3 separate regions of the Mus musculus genome follow, and regions 2 and 3 are each linked to region 1. The links are chromatin contacts, called in public HiChIP or PLAC-seq maps. All regions are on one chromosome and are shown on one strand. The core of a region is the stretch at or near the end of the contact, and the rest is flanking DNA. Distances in the headings are between cores, read along the strand shown.

Evidence for each region. HiChIP or PLAC-seq counts read pairs in DNA pulled down with a chosen protein or histone mark.
Region 2: an H3K4me3 HiChIP or PLAC-seq map of the SCID.adh cell line shows a contact between it and region 1, with 4 times the contacts expected there. The contact joins the enhancer-like site here to the promoter of Rpsa in region 1. A contact is called at or near these places in 2 of 39 promoter capture datasets (the 3T3-L1 cell line and cranial neural crest), 17 of 484 Hi-C or Micro-C datasets (B cells, the HPC-7 cell line, Sertoli cells and 13 more), 14 of 115 datasets of contacts at active chromatin or transcription factors (the SCID.adh cell line, VIP interneurons, astrocytes and 11 more) and 3 of 9 other capture datasets (adipose tissue, embryonic stem cells and liver).
Region 3: a contact with region 1 is called in an HNF4G HiChIP or PLAC-seq map of pancreatic cancer cells. The contact joins the promoter of Entpd3 here to the promoter of Rpsa in region 1. A contact is called at or near these places in 1 of 39 promoter capture datasets (liver) and 4 of 115 datasets of contacts at active chromatin or transcription factors (embryonic basal ganglia, embryonic stem cells, forebrain and 1 more).

What each region holds. Positions count from the first base shown.
Region 1 is chr9:120,125,300-120,129,740 of GRCm38.p6, forward strand. It overlaps Rpsa (ribosomal protein SA), which reads left to right and starts at 2,467. Exons shown (of 7, transcript NM_011029.4): 1 at 2,467-2,531; 2 at 3,158-3,323; 3 at 3,859-3,977. The coding sequence starts at 3,191. It overlaps LOC115485682 (a small nucleolar RNA gene), which reads left to right and starts at 3,481; the gene lies at 3,481-3,636. Gm26448 (a small nucleolar RNA gene) reads left to right here and starts at 4,052; the gene lies at 4,052-4,254. It also overlaps a transcript of Slc25a38 not described here.
Region 2 is chr9:120,425,660-120,429,723 of GRCm38.p6, forward strand. Myrip (myosin VIIA and Rab interacting protein) reads left to right here. Exons shown (of 17, transcript NM_144557.5): 9 at 1,849-2,002. Among named protein-coding and RNA genes, the nearest start is that of Gm34159, 64 kb to the left of the region's middle. Within about 2 kb of position 2,707, at least 17 of the 459 cell types and tissues checked have an H3K27ac peak or open chromatin away from gene starts, as enhancers often do. A contact at or near this core is called in the HPC-7 cell line, the SCID.adh cell line and group 2 innate lymphoid cells, where this site is marked.
Region 3 is chr9:120,537,940-120,542,066 of GRCm38.p6, forward strand. Entpd3 (ectonucleoside triphosphate diphosphohydrolase 3) reads left to right here and starts at 1,879. Exons shown (of 11, transcript NM_178676.5): 1 at 1,879-1,944; 2 at 2,713-2,764. The coding sequence starts at 2,725.

The DNA.
Region 1 (4,441 bases), core at 1,217-3,716:
CAGCACTTGAGAGATAGGCAGGTAGGACTCAAGAGTTACAGGTCAGCCAGGGAGGGCTACCCGATCAAGCCCTGGATTTATTTATACATATAAAAAAGTTCTGGTTGGTAAGCCTTACTAGTATGTCTTACTCCCTGAGACTAGCAAAGCAGCTCTAAGGTGACTTAAGTTTTCACCTGCCAAGTAAGTCCTTTTTTTTTTTTTTGGGAAAACTTAACTTTTAAAAACAGCTTTGGAAACTGAGCATGGTGGCACACGCCTTTAATCCCAGCACCCAGCAGGCAGAGGTAGGAAGATCTCTGAGTTCAAGGCTAGCCTGTTAGACAGAGCAAGTTCTAGGACAGCTAGGGCTACACAGAGAAAACCATGTCTCAAAAACTGAAGGAAAAACAAAAGTGCCTTGAGATTATGAATTCAAAGAGGCTTCCTACTTGCTTGAAGCCCACTGCTTGGTGGTTTGGGGCTGGATGTTCGGCTGAGTGTCATGCTAATTCATGCAAGGTTCTGGTGGGTTCATTTGCATTAGCAATAGAGCAAACAGGAACACCGGTCCTCAGGCTTGGCATTCCCTCACTGGGAGTCAGAGGCAGAAGAGCTGGAAGCTCAGTCATCCTCCACTTGTGAGACCCTGTTTAAAAGTGCAGCCATGACCCTATAAACTAGTTTTAGAACATTTCCACCCCCGACCTCCAGTAAGCTCTTATACCTACTTATAATCTTCATTCCCAGACCTACCACTCACTTTCTATTGTCATTTTTTTCTAATTAAATAATAAATGCTTTTATTTCTCCAATAACTTTTAAAATGTGAACATTCTGTCATTTAACCAGTTTTTACTTGCAAGTAACTTCATTGGGCCTTAGTTCCCTTTGAAATAGCATGCTCTTATTCCTGAAGGCAGTTAGCTTTTTTTTGTTGTTTTGGTTTTTTTTCGAGACAGGGTTTCTATGTGTAGTCCTGGGTGTCCTGGAATTCACTCTGTAAACCAGGCTGGCCTCGAACTCAGAAATCTGCCTGCTCCTGCCTCCTAAGTGCTAGGATTAAAGGCGTGCAATACCACGGCCCAGCAGCAGTTAGCTTTTCACCATCCTTTCTGTCTAGATAATACCCAAAGACAAATCCTACAGGGACAAGTATATGAACCCAGTGCTCACTTCTAAGCTGAAATAAGGTCATCTTGACTGCTTCAGCCTGGTACCAAGCGTGACCAAGGACAGCCGCAGGGAGCTAGGCCACTCTATTTTTTCTTTTTTTTAAAGACAGGGTTTCTCTGTGTAGCTTTGGCTGTCCTGGAACTCATTTTTGTAGATTAGACTAGCTTTCAACTCGTAGAGATCTGCTTGCCTCTGTCTCCTGAGTGCTGGCTAGGATTACAGGCATAGGCCACCACTACCTGACCTGAACATACCACTTAATAGATTTTAGAATATTCTGTTTTACTTAACAAGATATCTTGATACACATTCACGATGTGGCAAGTTAAATGCTTTGTTCTTTTTAGTTTTACCGTTTTATATTTATTTTTGAGACAGAGTATGACTATAGCTTCAAATTCATGGTCCTCTTGCCCCAGCAAGAACTGAAGAAACCCAGAGCCTTTCGATGTTAGTACTCTACCACGGAGCTGCACCCACACTCCTCTGGGTTTTTGATCTATTATTTTTGTTGTATGCATATATGGTTATCCTTCAGTATCTGTGGGATTTGTTCCAGAACCACCTATGGATGCCAAACCCATAGATGCTCAAGTCCCTAATATAAAATGGTCTGAGCTGGGCGTGGTGGCACACGCCTTTATTTAGCCCCGGCACTCCGGAGGCAGAGGCGGGCGGATTTCTGAGTTCGAGGCCAGCCTGGTCAATAAAGTGAGTTCCGGGACAGCCAGGGCTGTACAGAGAAACCCTGTCTCGAAAAACAAAACAAAACAAAAATAGTCTGGTATTTTCTAATAACCACAACCCTCCCACAGACTCCAAGTCATCTCTAGATTACTTGAGACATGGAATACAGTAATAAACGCTTTGTAAATAGATGACGCATCCAAATTTCTCCCTGCTCCCTTCAACACTTTTGTAATATCTTACTGGGTAACTACTATTTTGTAGTTCTCAAATGTAGGAAGGAGCCAGTACCAGAGGGGCAGGCGGGTGTGTGCTCCTGGAGTTAATCCTGACATAGGTGGCCCAGCTTGAAGCCTATTCGTCACTCAGCGGACCAAAAGCTACGGACTTTCCACGCTCGCTCCCCCCCCCCCACTCCCCCCCCTCGCCCCAGCTACTTCCGGCCTGGGGTCTGTGCAGCGACTGCAGCCGCGCAGGCGCGGGCCACTTTAACTTCCGCTCCGCGCGCGCTACAGCGGGCCCACTCACTGAATCTGCGCGTGCGCCAGAGGCTTTTTCCGGAGCGGAAGTTCTCCCTTTTTGCTTAGCCTGCTTTGCCATTGGCTGGCTGTGGGTTATTTAAGGACGTCATTTCCGGCCGCCCGTCCTTTCGCGCTACCCGGGGACGGGTCCATACGGCGTTGTTCTTGGTGAGTCTCACGTGGAGCCCTCGGCGTCTCCGGACGCCGCGGGACGCGCGCTTACTAGCTTCCCGCGCCATGGGTGGGCGCGGAGGGCGCCGAGGCTGCGTGTGCCGGGGCGGCTTGGCTCCTGGCGGCAGCGCCACGTGCTGGCCCGCAGTTAGGTGGGGCGGGCGCCACTGCGGGGCCCTTCTGCGGTTCGCGCCACGCTCGAGGGCCCTGTCGGCAAGATGCTGGGAAAAGTGCTTGTGAGGCGCATGGAGATGGGACGGGAACTGCCGGCCAGTCTCGAAATACAACTCCCGAAGCACCCCGATCATGGCCGCCTTTGCGCAACTCTCGGTGCAAAGAAGCAGCTATACTTAAGTAGCTATCCTGTAGTCAGTGTGCCTGCGGAGGCGCTAACTTCAACTGTCCAGTTTTTCTATATGTGCTCTGCTGACAAAGTCACTTTCCTTAGTGACTAGGTGGCCAGAAAAATCGAAAGGCAAGGAGGAATAAGAACACAACCCATTTCAGCTCAGATGATGTGCTGCGCCTAGTGGCATACGCCTTTAGTCCCCCTCTCAGGAGGCAGGGCAATCTTGTGAGTTCTAGTGTCAGAAGAAAAAAGATGAATTTTATTCCTTTTTTAGATTCCCATCGTAACTTAAAGGGAAACTTACACAATGTCCGGAGCCCTTGACGTCCTGCAGATGAAGGAGGAGGATGTCCTCAAATTCCTTGCTGCGGGAACCCACTTAGGTGGCACCAACCTTGACTTTCAGATGGAGCAGTACATCTACAAAAGGAAAAGTGACGGTCAGTTGCCACCTGTGATAGTCAGTTCCTGACTATGGTGCTCTAATGGGTATAGTGCCTGGTAACTGAATGGTTGGTGTTGGAGTGCTACTCTGGCTTGTGATGTAACTAAGAGGATGTGTGGGAAGGGGCCAGAGGTCATGGAGGACTGACTGACCCTGCACACTATTAAAGCTCAGAGTGGAGGCCAGTCTTGGCCAGTGAACTTCTGAGTGTCGGAAGTGTGCTACATTGAATTTATGGCAGGATTTTCGCTAACACCAGTAGAGCTTGCCTCTATGACTGGAGTTTGGTAGTGGTCACTGCCACATGCGTATGCCTTACCTTCCCACAGTGTCCATTCACAAGGCTATGAGGCTAGCAAGCCTGTCTGGGACACCCACTTTAAACTACTTGTTGCTGGGTGTGGTGGTTTCACACCCTTTAATCCTAGTGTTTAGGAGGCAGTCAGGAGTCTGATCAGCCAGGTCTGCAGAGTGACTGCCAGACTTCCTGCCTTGGGAAGCTCCTCAGAGAGTTCCGTTTGCTGGCCTAGGTATCTACATCATAAACCTGAAGAGGACCTGGGAGAAGCTGTTGCTCGCAGCTCGAGCTATTGTTGCCATCGAGAATCCTGCTGACGTCAGCGTCATCTCCTCCAGGAACACTGGCCAGGTTTGTGGCATGCATGTGCTTTTGTTTGGGGGTCAGTAATCGATAGAGTACATTGGGCATACAAAGCAAAGTATCCAACGTGGACAACCCAGGAGGTCACTCTCCCTGGGCTCTGTCCTAGTGGCATAGGGGAGCATAGGCCTTGCCCAGTGACGTACAGTCCCTTTCCACGGCGTTGGAGATGAAGCTGGGCTTTGTGCCCGCGCCTGCATATTCCTACGACTTCTCAGAGTCCTGTGGACAGTGACTGAGGAGGCAAACCATGCAGGAAACAGTGCTGACTCGGTGGCAAACAGAGCTTTGTGTTAGAGGAAATTGGTGCTGACTTAAGGGAAAGGCAACGTCAGACACAAACAAAATAGCCAAGTTAAGTCTTTGTTAACATGTATATCAGTTGATAAAACAATGAGATATGAACTGTTGAGATAGTTTTGGTACGTGGTGGCTTAAAACCATCCATAGTT
Region 2 (4,064 bases), core at 1,457-3,956, 300 kb after region 1:
AACAATTCTCCTTCAAATCTCTGACCTTCCAGGTCTCACTAGCATGAACATCCATGAACCGTGGGCTCAGGCCTCCCTGGCCCTCTGAGCTCTCTCTAACTGATCTCCCCCAATTGTACCCACCCTTGCATCTCCCTTCAATGCTTGTATGGGTAAAAACTGGAAAAAAAAAAGCAGAGGCCAAAGGAGTCAAAGTAGTGAAAAAGTGGAATACTGAAGTAACCCCAACACTTGTTGGTAAGTACACAAGACCCCAAAGGTGGCTGAGTAAAGACATTGCCGCACTGCCACCTGCTGGAAGAAGTTCTCATTGCAATAACTGGGTCTCCTTCCTTGCTGTTGAGGATTTAGCAAAATCACAGATGACTCCTTGACTGCCTCTCCCCTCCCCCAACCCCCAAGTTGTTGAGTGACATCATCAAAACCGTTCCAGATTCTAGCCAGACAGACGGCAGCTCCTGTGTCCTGGGGACGAAGAGTGGAACCAAGCCATGACGTGTGGCTGTTTAACTCTCTATAAGGGGGTCTTTCTGCACAGGATAGATGTCTTTTTCCGTTACCCCATCTCCCATCTTCTTACATGGCCCTCCAGGTTTTCCCGGGGAGTATTAGCGATTTTCTGTGACTCTAAGCCCACTCTGGCTTGTACCACATTCCCAGCAGTAAGCCGTGGCCACCAGAGCTGATTGCTCCTGAGCATGCTAGGTGCGGAGCCTTTTCCCAGGCTAAGAGTCCCTTGAGGCCAAGGTCACTGAGAACAGCACCCCTTCCCAAAACCCAGCCATGGACTAAAGCTGTCACTCCGCACACCTTGTTGAGTTTTGCTGTCTATTCTGTTCCAAACACTGGTGCGTGTGAATGTGTACATGCATGTGAGTGTGTACATGCATCTGACGGTGTATATGCACGAGAGTGTGTACCTGCAGGTGAGCGTATACATGCGTGTGAATGTGTACATGCATGTGACTGTGTACATGCATGTGAGTGTACATGCATGTGAGCGTGTAATGCATGTGACTGTATTTGCATGTGAGCGTGTACATGCATGTGAGCATGTGCATGCATGTGATTGTGTACATGCATGTGAGTGTGTGTTTAGATGCATGAGCGTGTGCAGGTTGTGTGCAAAGGACTGCCTCGGGTATCATGCCTCAGGAGTTGTCCACATTGTGTTTTTGAGACAGATTCCATTACTAGCCTGCTGCTCACCAGGTGAGCTAACTTGCTGGCCAGCAAGCCCCAGGGACCTGCGTATCTCTGCCTCCTGGTGCTAGAATCAAAGGTGCACACCACCTCACTTGGCCACACCTGGCTTTTATGTGGGTCTGGGGGTCTGACATGGGTTTTCATGCTTACAAAGCAAGCACTTCTCTGACTGAGCCTTCTCCCCAACTGTCACGCTCCCTGAAGTGCACCGTGAGCACACAGCAAGAGGAAGCTTCCAGATTATGGGCCAAGGCTGTGGAGGAATTCCAGCCCCAGGACGATCACTCCTGAGTTCCGCTTCAGATCATGCCACACTTGCTTATACATCTCTGAGAGAGACTCCACGTCTCCTTGGCTCCCCCTCCTGTGGTGGAGTGGGTGATGCAGCAGCCAGGCAGGGAGGGCTGTGTTCAAGGATCCTCTTACCTGTTCTCGTGGGTGCTTTCCGTGGCTAAATGAAATGTCCTTTCCCTCCTGAGCCTACCAGTGTTCAAAACAAACACTTCCTGTGCCAGCCTGCAGCTCCTGAGCCTGGCTGAGGAAAATAGCCTCACTGTGAAGTGTCCTCTGCTTGTTTACTCCTGAGCTGCTGACACTCAGCCTGGGGCTATGCTTAAGGCTCACACCTCTCTTTTTCCACAGCGGTCCCAGTCTGCATTCTCCTTCACTATGGAAGATGCTCTGAAGTCTGGTTCAGCAGAGGCTGCACCAAGGTCACCCAAGGACCGCGCCCAGCGTCTGCTGGAGGAGGCCGCTCTGCCCAGCTGGAGGAGCATGGATGGACTGGACGGAACAAGTAATGCTTTTCTTGGTGGTGGTGGTGTTTGTTTCTGTGTTTTGTTTTATTTTGATACAATACCTCATGGAGCCCAAGCTGGCCCCCAACTCCCTGTATAGCCAAGGATGGCCTTGAATACTTGATTCTCCTGTCTCCGCTTCTAAAAGCTGAGATTATAGGTGTGCACACCACACCCTGACTCCAAGTGGGTTTCACAGGTGCTGTTTGGAGTCTTGCTAGCTAGCTATCGCATGGCCGTTCAGCTCCTCCTCCCATAAGTGAGTGTGTGTGTGTGTGTGTGTGTGTGTGTGTGTGTGTGTGTGTGTGTGTGTGAAAAGCTCTCTGACAGGCAGTTAGTTGTCTATCTCAGTACATCTTAGGATGGCATTGTGGTTCAATGGTGCCTGTGCTCTTCCTGATTACTCTAGAATGTTCTTCCTCTCCCTTAGGAGTTAGAACTCACATCAACATCTCACTTAGTCTCACATAATGAAATTAGCTCAGCTACGTTTCTATGGCTGTGACCATGAAAACAGAATCCAGGGGCCATGAAGCTCCACACACTGGGGGGTCTGTTCCTCACCTAGTGTACATATGTACAGCAGAACATGGACCCGTGTGTTGTTGCGCGTAGCAGCTGTTATCGGTATTCACTGTTGTAGGCCAGACCCAGATCCCATCCCTGAATAGCAAAAATACTTAACCACAAAGTGGCCACCCGAGGAGGAAATGCTTGCAGACTGACTGCCATTTCCTTTCTATAACCAACCAGCAGGCTATGAGCAAAATCCACCCTGTGCAAAGAGCCAGAAATGTCAACTACCCGTCCATCTAAAGATTGTCTGTGAGGGGCCACTTTCCTGTTAACCCACTAGTGCCTGATGGGTGAAGACTGCAGCTACAACACTCAGCAATGACAGAGCTCTGTCTGTGTGGTTTCAGGGTTTCTGTTAAGTGTCTTTTATCCCTAGATTCACTATGCAGATACCTAGAACATCACGTCGCCTCTCTTCTCACGTCCCCGCTTCTCCCACTTTCCTCACTTCCCTACCTCTTTTTTCTCTTCCCTCCTCTCTCCCTCCTCTCTCTTCCCTCTCCTTTCTCTTCTCTCTGTCTCCTATTTCTTCTCTCCTCTTCATCTCCCTCTCCTCTCTGTCTCTGGGTCTCAGCAGTTGAATCCCATCCCTCCGTACATGGTATCCTAGAGAGTACAAGCACCGTACTTCCTGACCCACCCTGGAGGTGGAGGTGTGTCTGTGAAGGCTCCTCCTCTGCCTCCCTCTCTTTGGCTATGGGAAGCTTCGCAGTCACAGGAAACAGGCTGGGTTTCTATTTGACCTAAGACCTTCTGCTGATAACCAGGGTTAAGCAGAATCTTTTCCTAACATTATTTATTATTTTGGTATTTTGTGTGTGTGTGCCCATGCATGCAGTAGCCATGGATGCCAGTAAGGGACATCAGATCCCCCTGGGATTGGAACCACAGGCTAATATAAGACACAATAGTGGCACCAGGAATTGAACCTGGGTCCTCTAGAAAAGTAGCCAGAGCTCTTAACCACTGAGCCATCTCTTCAGTTCCAAGCCTACTCTTGAATTTGCCATTTCAGTACAGCAGCTCTGTTCACAAATGGCTGTGAGGAAAGGAGCTACTAAGAGTCCGCTTTGGCCTTGGAGTGACTCTGGTGGTAAGATGTTTGTTGTGTAAGCATGGGGTCCTGAGTTCAATTCCTCATATCCCACATTTAAAAAAAAAAAAATTAGGCATAGGGCTGGAGAGACAGCTCAGTGCTACCTGCTCCTGCAGAGCCCGGTTTTTGTTCCCAGCATGCATATCAGGTGACTCACAACTGCATGTAACTCCAGCTCCAATAGATCTGACACCCTCTGACCTCCAGAGGCTCCTGCATACTTGGTGTAAATAAACGTATACAAGCACTCACACATATGCATAAGTAACAAAAATAATAAATACTCATTTAAGGTGACAGGAGGAACCCTGGGGTTTCTGATCAGCCAGCTGAGCTGAATCCATGAGACCCAGCTTCAGTGGGAGATCCTGTCTTGAAAACTAAGCTGG
Region 3 (4,127 bases), core at 629-3,128, 410 kb after region 1:
CCTTTCCTCCCCTAAGGTGGTTTTGGTCAGAGTGCTATCAGAGCAACAGAAAATACAACAGGACAACCTCTCACTCAAGCTTCTAGCTTTGGGCCCTCTAAGGAGCCAAGAGGCTGCACCAGAAATGGGCTCCGAAGCCCTCTGGGTCTCTGCAGTCCCTGGGCTGTCCTTCTTTGTCATCTGTCCTATTTGGCTTCCTCCAAGCTGTTTTTGTCCTGACTGTTGGCTCAGTGATGTTTAGAATGAAGGAGCATACTTTTCGGTCCCCATTAAGCCCCCTGGGAATCACCACCACAGATTGGCTTGAGAGTGTGTCTGCCCAGTTCTGTGTTCTCCAGTGTCCGCCCACGTGACTGGAACCCACCTGCCTACTCACCATACCCCATTCTAGTTGTTCTGCACGACACACCCTCTTCCCAGAGAGACTGAGGGGGAATGCACGGAGTTATGTGTGCTCTCAGAGTGGCCTGCCCTGTCCTAATTGGCCCTTGGTTCTGTTTTTCCCTCCAAAAATGTTTGATGGGGAAACTAGGAAAATAAAGTTACCTTGTAGCATGTGTGGTGACCCAAGAGTGACCCCAGTACTAGAAGACTAAGGCAGGAACAAGTGCAAAGCCAGCCTGGGCTACATAGGCAAATCTTGTCTCAAAACAACACACAAAACAGGGTACTGGGCTCCATTCTCCTTTCAGCCTTCCTGCGCTGACTCAGAGCCTCACAATTGCCTGTGACTCCAGTTCCAGAGGATCTGAAGCACTGTGGGTGTCCTCACACACACATGGTATACACACACACACACCACATCACATAATAAGTATATGTAATAATATATAACAAACAATATATAGGCTTAATAATACAACTTTTCTTTTAAAAAGGTTGTCTTGACAGATAGAAGACCGGCAGGCAAGGTGTCTTGGGGTTTCACTTCTGTGAAGAGACAATATGACCACGGCAACTCTTATGAAGGAAAACATTTAACTGAGGCTGGCTTAGAGTTCCAGAGGTTCAGTCCATTATCATCATGGTGGGAACCACGCAGCCTGTGGGCAGACGTGGAGCCAAAAGTTCTACATCTTGATCCTAAAGCAGCCGGAGACTGGATGTGTTCCGCGGTGGGTGTGATTTGAGCGTATAAGAGCTCAAAGCCCTGCCTCCACAGTGACATTCTTCCTCCAACAAGGCCACACCTCCTAATAGTGCCACTCCCTGTGGCCAAACATTCAAACACATGAATTTGTGGGAACCAAACTTACTCAAACTACCACCCAGGGGGTGCCTCTTGGGACTGGGGGCAAGGTCACATCACATCCTCTTCTGCCTTGGGTTCAGGGGACTGTGCAGGGAGTTAGAAGATAAAGATGTGGAAAGCTCTCTGACTGGGTCCTGGTGGGACACTGAGCTAACTAACCCTGTCAGCTTAAGAGCATCTGCCATCACCTAGGAAACACACTTCTGAGCAAGTCTGAGACTGGGTGTCTAGGCTGGGTTAACTGGGCCAGAAAGACCCATCTTGAACGAGGGTGGTACCAGCGCTTTAGGCTGGGATCTCTGGTACCTGAATGCAGACAGGATGTGACTGCAGTCTAAGATCCTGCCAAGATACGTTTTTAGGACAGTACCTACAACCGTGAGTCACCTTTTCTTCTTTAGGTCCCTTTTGTCAGGTACTTTGTCAGCAACGAGGGAAGTAACTAAAACAAGGCCTGAAAGGATTGGCTACCCCCCACGTGGCAATGATTCCCCCTCCATCCTCATGCCGGACAGGCTGGGGTGAAGTGAAAGAGAAGAGCCTGGGAAGGTGAAGAGGTCCTGGCCCCAGCGCTTGCGGGAGGCGGTCCCTAGCAGGCTGCGCCACCCACGCCACCTCGCTCCGCCTCCTGGACTCCCGCACCCCAGAGGCGCCTCCGCTTTTCAGCAACCCGCAGCGAAAGCAGCGCCCAGGTAAGGTCTGGCCCCGCGCGCAGGAGTGGGATGGAGCAGGCTGTGGGGGGCTGGGAGCGGGGAGGGAAGGAACCAGCACAGCTTCCCGCAGAGGGCCGCAGGCAGGAGCTGAAACCCGGGGAGCTGGGCACTGTCATCTGACAGGGACAGGACACCGCGTCACGAAGCACCCCAAGACCTGCAGATGCAGGGGACGGGCCAACTCCCAGGTCCCCACCCTGATCCCCAGGGCCTGACAGCTGTCTGCTGGTGTTCAGCTCAGGGAGCTGGAGACACCCCGCGGGTCTTTAAGGGTGACTGCATGCTGGCAGCCACCAGCACACACCGATGCCAACCGGCTTTGCTGGTGCGCTTTGAAGTATAACCCAGCCCGAGCCTTGTGAATATTACTAAGAGGGGGTTCGCTCTGCCCGGGTGCTGGTCACAGGTGCGGCCCACAGGAGAAAAAAAAAAAAGAAAGAAAGAAAGAAAGAAAGAAAGAAAGAAAGAAAGAAAGAAAGAAAGAAAGAAAGAACACATGCGCGCTCACACAAGCTTTTGGGGTTTTATTTTCAAAATTGCTCTCTAGTTAAAGTTTTAACCAATCCATTCTTCCAGCTTTACATTTGGGGAGGGGATACTGGGTTTGGAGTTCCAGCTTCCATCGGTCTCTGACGTTCTGGTTTGACCTCATTGTTTCTAAAGAGGCTTCGATTTAGATGACGTTGTGTTCAATATCAATACGTGCAAGTTTAGCCACACGCTCCTTCTGTGTTCTTACCCCTGCAGCCCGGAGAGAAGATGTTTACCGTGATGACCCGCCAGCCATGTGAACAGGCAGGTAAGTGTTGCTCACTGGATGCTAGGTTTTGTCAGACCCAGGGAGAATCCCAGCTTTGGTTCGTAGCTCTCCATCTATATCTCCTGTGAATGGCTGTTTATCGTTGTTCCAAGACTTCGCTCACCTGGGTTTCACCCTTGACATTCTTCAGATAAAAGTAATGCTTTTCCACAAAGCCACAGGAAACAAGGGCTAACACGAATGTTTGGCTTAAATGGTTTTTCCTGTTCGTATAATCCATTATTTTGGCTCTTGTGGTTTCCTTACCTAGCTATGTGTAAGGTTTGTGTTATGTGTTGTTGACGTGGGAATGAATCCTGATAGAGTTGGGTCGCCCTGAGTACTATGGTAAGCTGCACAGGAACACCTCTCCCTCTCATCTGTCTCTCTCATTTGTCTCTCATCTGTCTCTGTCTCTCTGTCTCTGTCTCTGTCTGTCTCTCTCTCTGTCTCTCTGTCTCTGTCTCTGTCTCTCTCTGTCTCTCTCTCTGTCTCTGTCTCTCTCTCTCTCTCTCTCTCTCTCTCTCTCTCTCTCTCTCTCGTGTGTGTGTGTGTGTGTGTGTGTGTGTGTGTGTGTGTGTGTGTGTGTCCTGTCTCTCCCTCCCTTCCTTCCCCCTCCCCATCTTTCCCACACACTTTCAAACCTGCCCAGCTTGGCTGCCTGACCTCCCGGCTCCTCAGTACTGCCCCCCCCTGCTGCCCCCCCCCCCCCAGCTATTCATGCAGATGTGAGAGAGATGCGGAGGTGGGAGAGGCGTCCACTCAGCTAGCCCTCACCTCCTCTCTAGGCTCCAGTAGGCACCTGCAATTAACACTGTTTGCCCAGCCCTCCCTACTCCACAGCTCTAGGCTGCATTTCTTCATGAATGAGACCTAGCCTAGTCTGTTCACTTTTTTGCTGGCTAAGTGTTTGTTGAAGGTAATCACAGCTTTTGACTTAGAAAGTGCTGAAGCTAGAGGATCCTGGAGGCCAGCCCCTGGCTGTGGTCAAGAGCCTGCTTACATTCCACACACCCCCTCCTGTGAAGAGGTTCCTTAGCTATGCCCTAAACTGCTGATTCTTGGCTTCCAACAGGGTATGACTTGAGGGCATATAGACTAATTTATACTTATATTTTTGGAAAGAGCAATTGTACTAAAGAAGATGGTTTGTATTGCATTGCACATTTCCCCCCAAAAGACATTGGAATTTAGCAGACATGGTAACATGCCACATACCAGCTAATCAGTTACATTCTTTCCGAAGGTAGATTAAATTTGGCCGATTAACACTATTAGGTCTTGTTGGGGGGAAAAGTGCCTTAAACCTCTGTGACTGACACCGATGTGGTTTGAAAATAGGTGTGGCTGGGGAACTTCTATT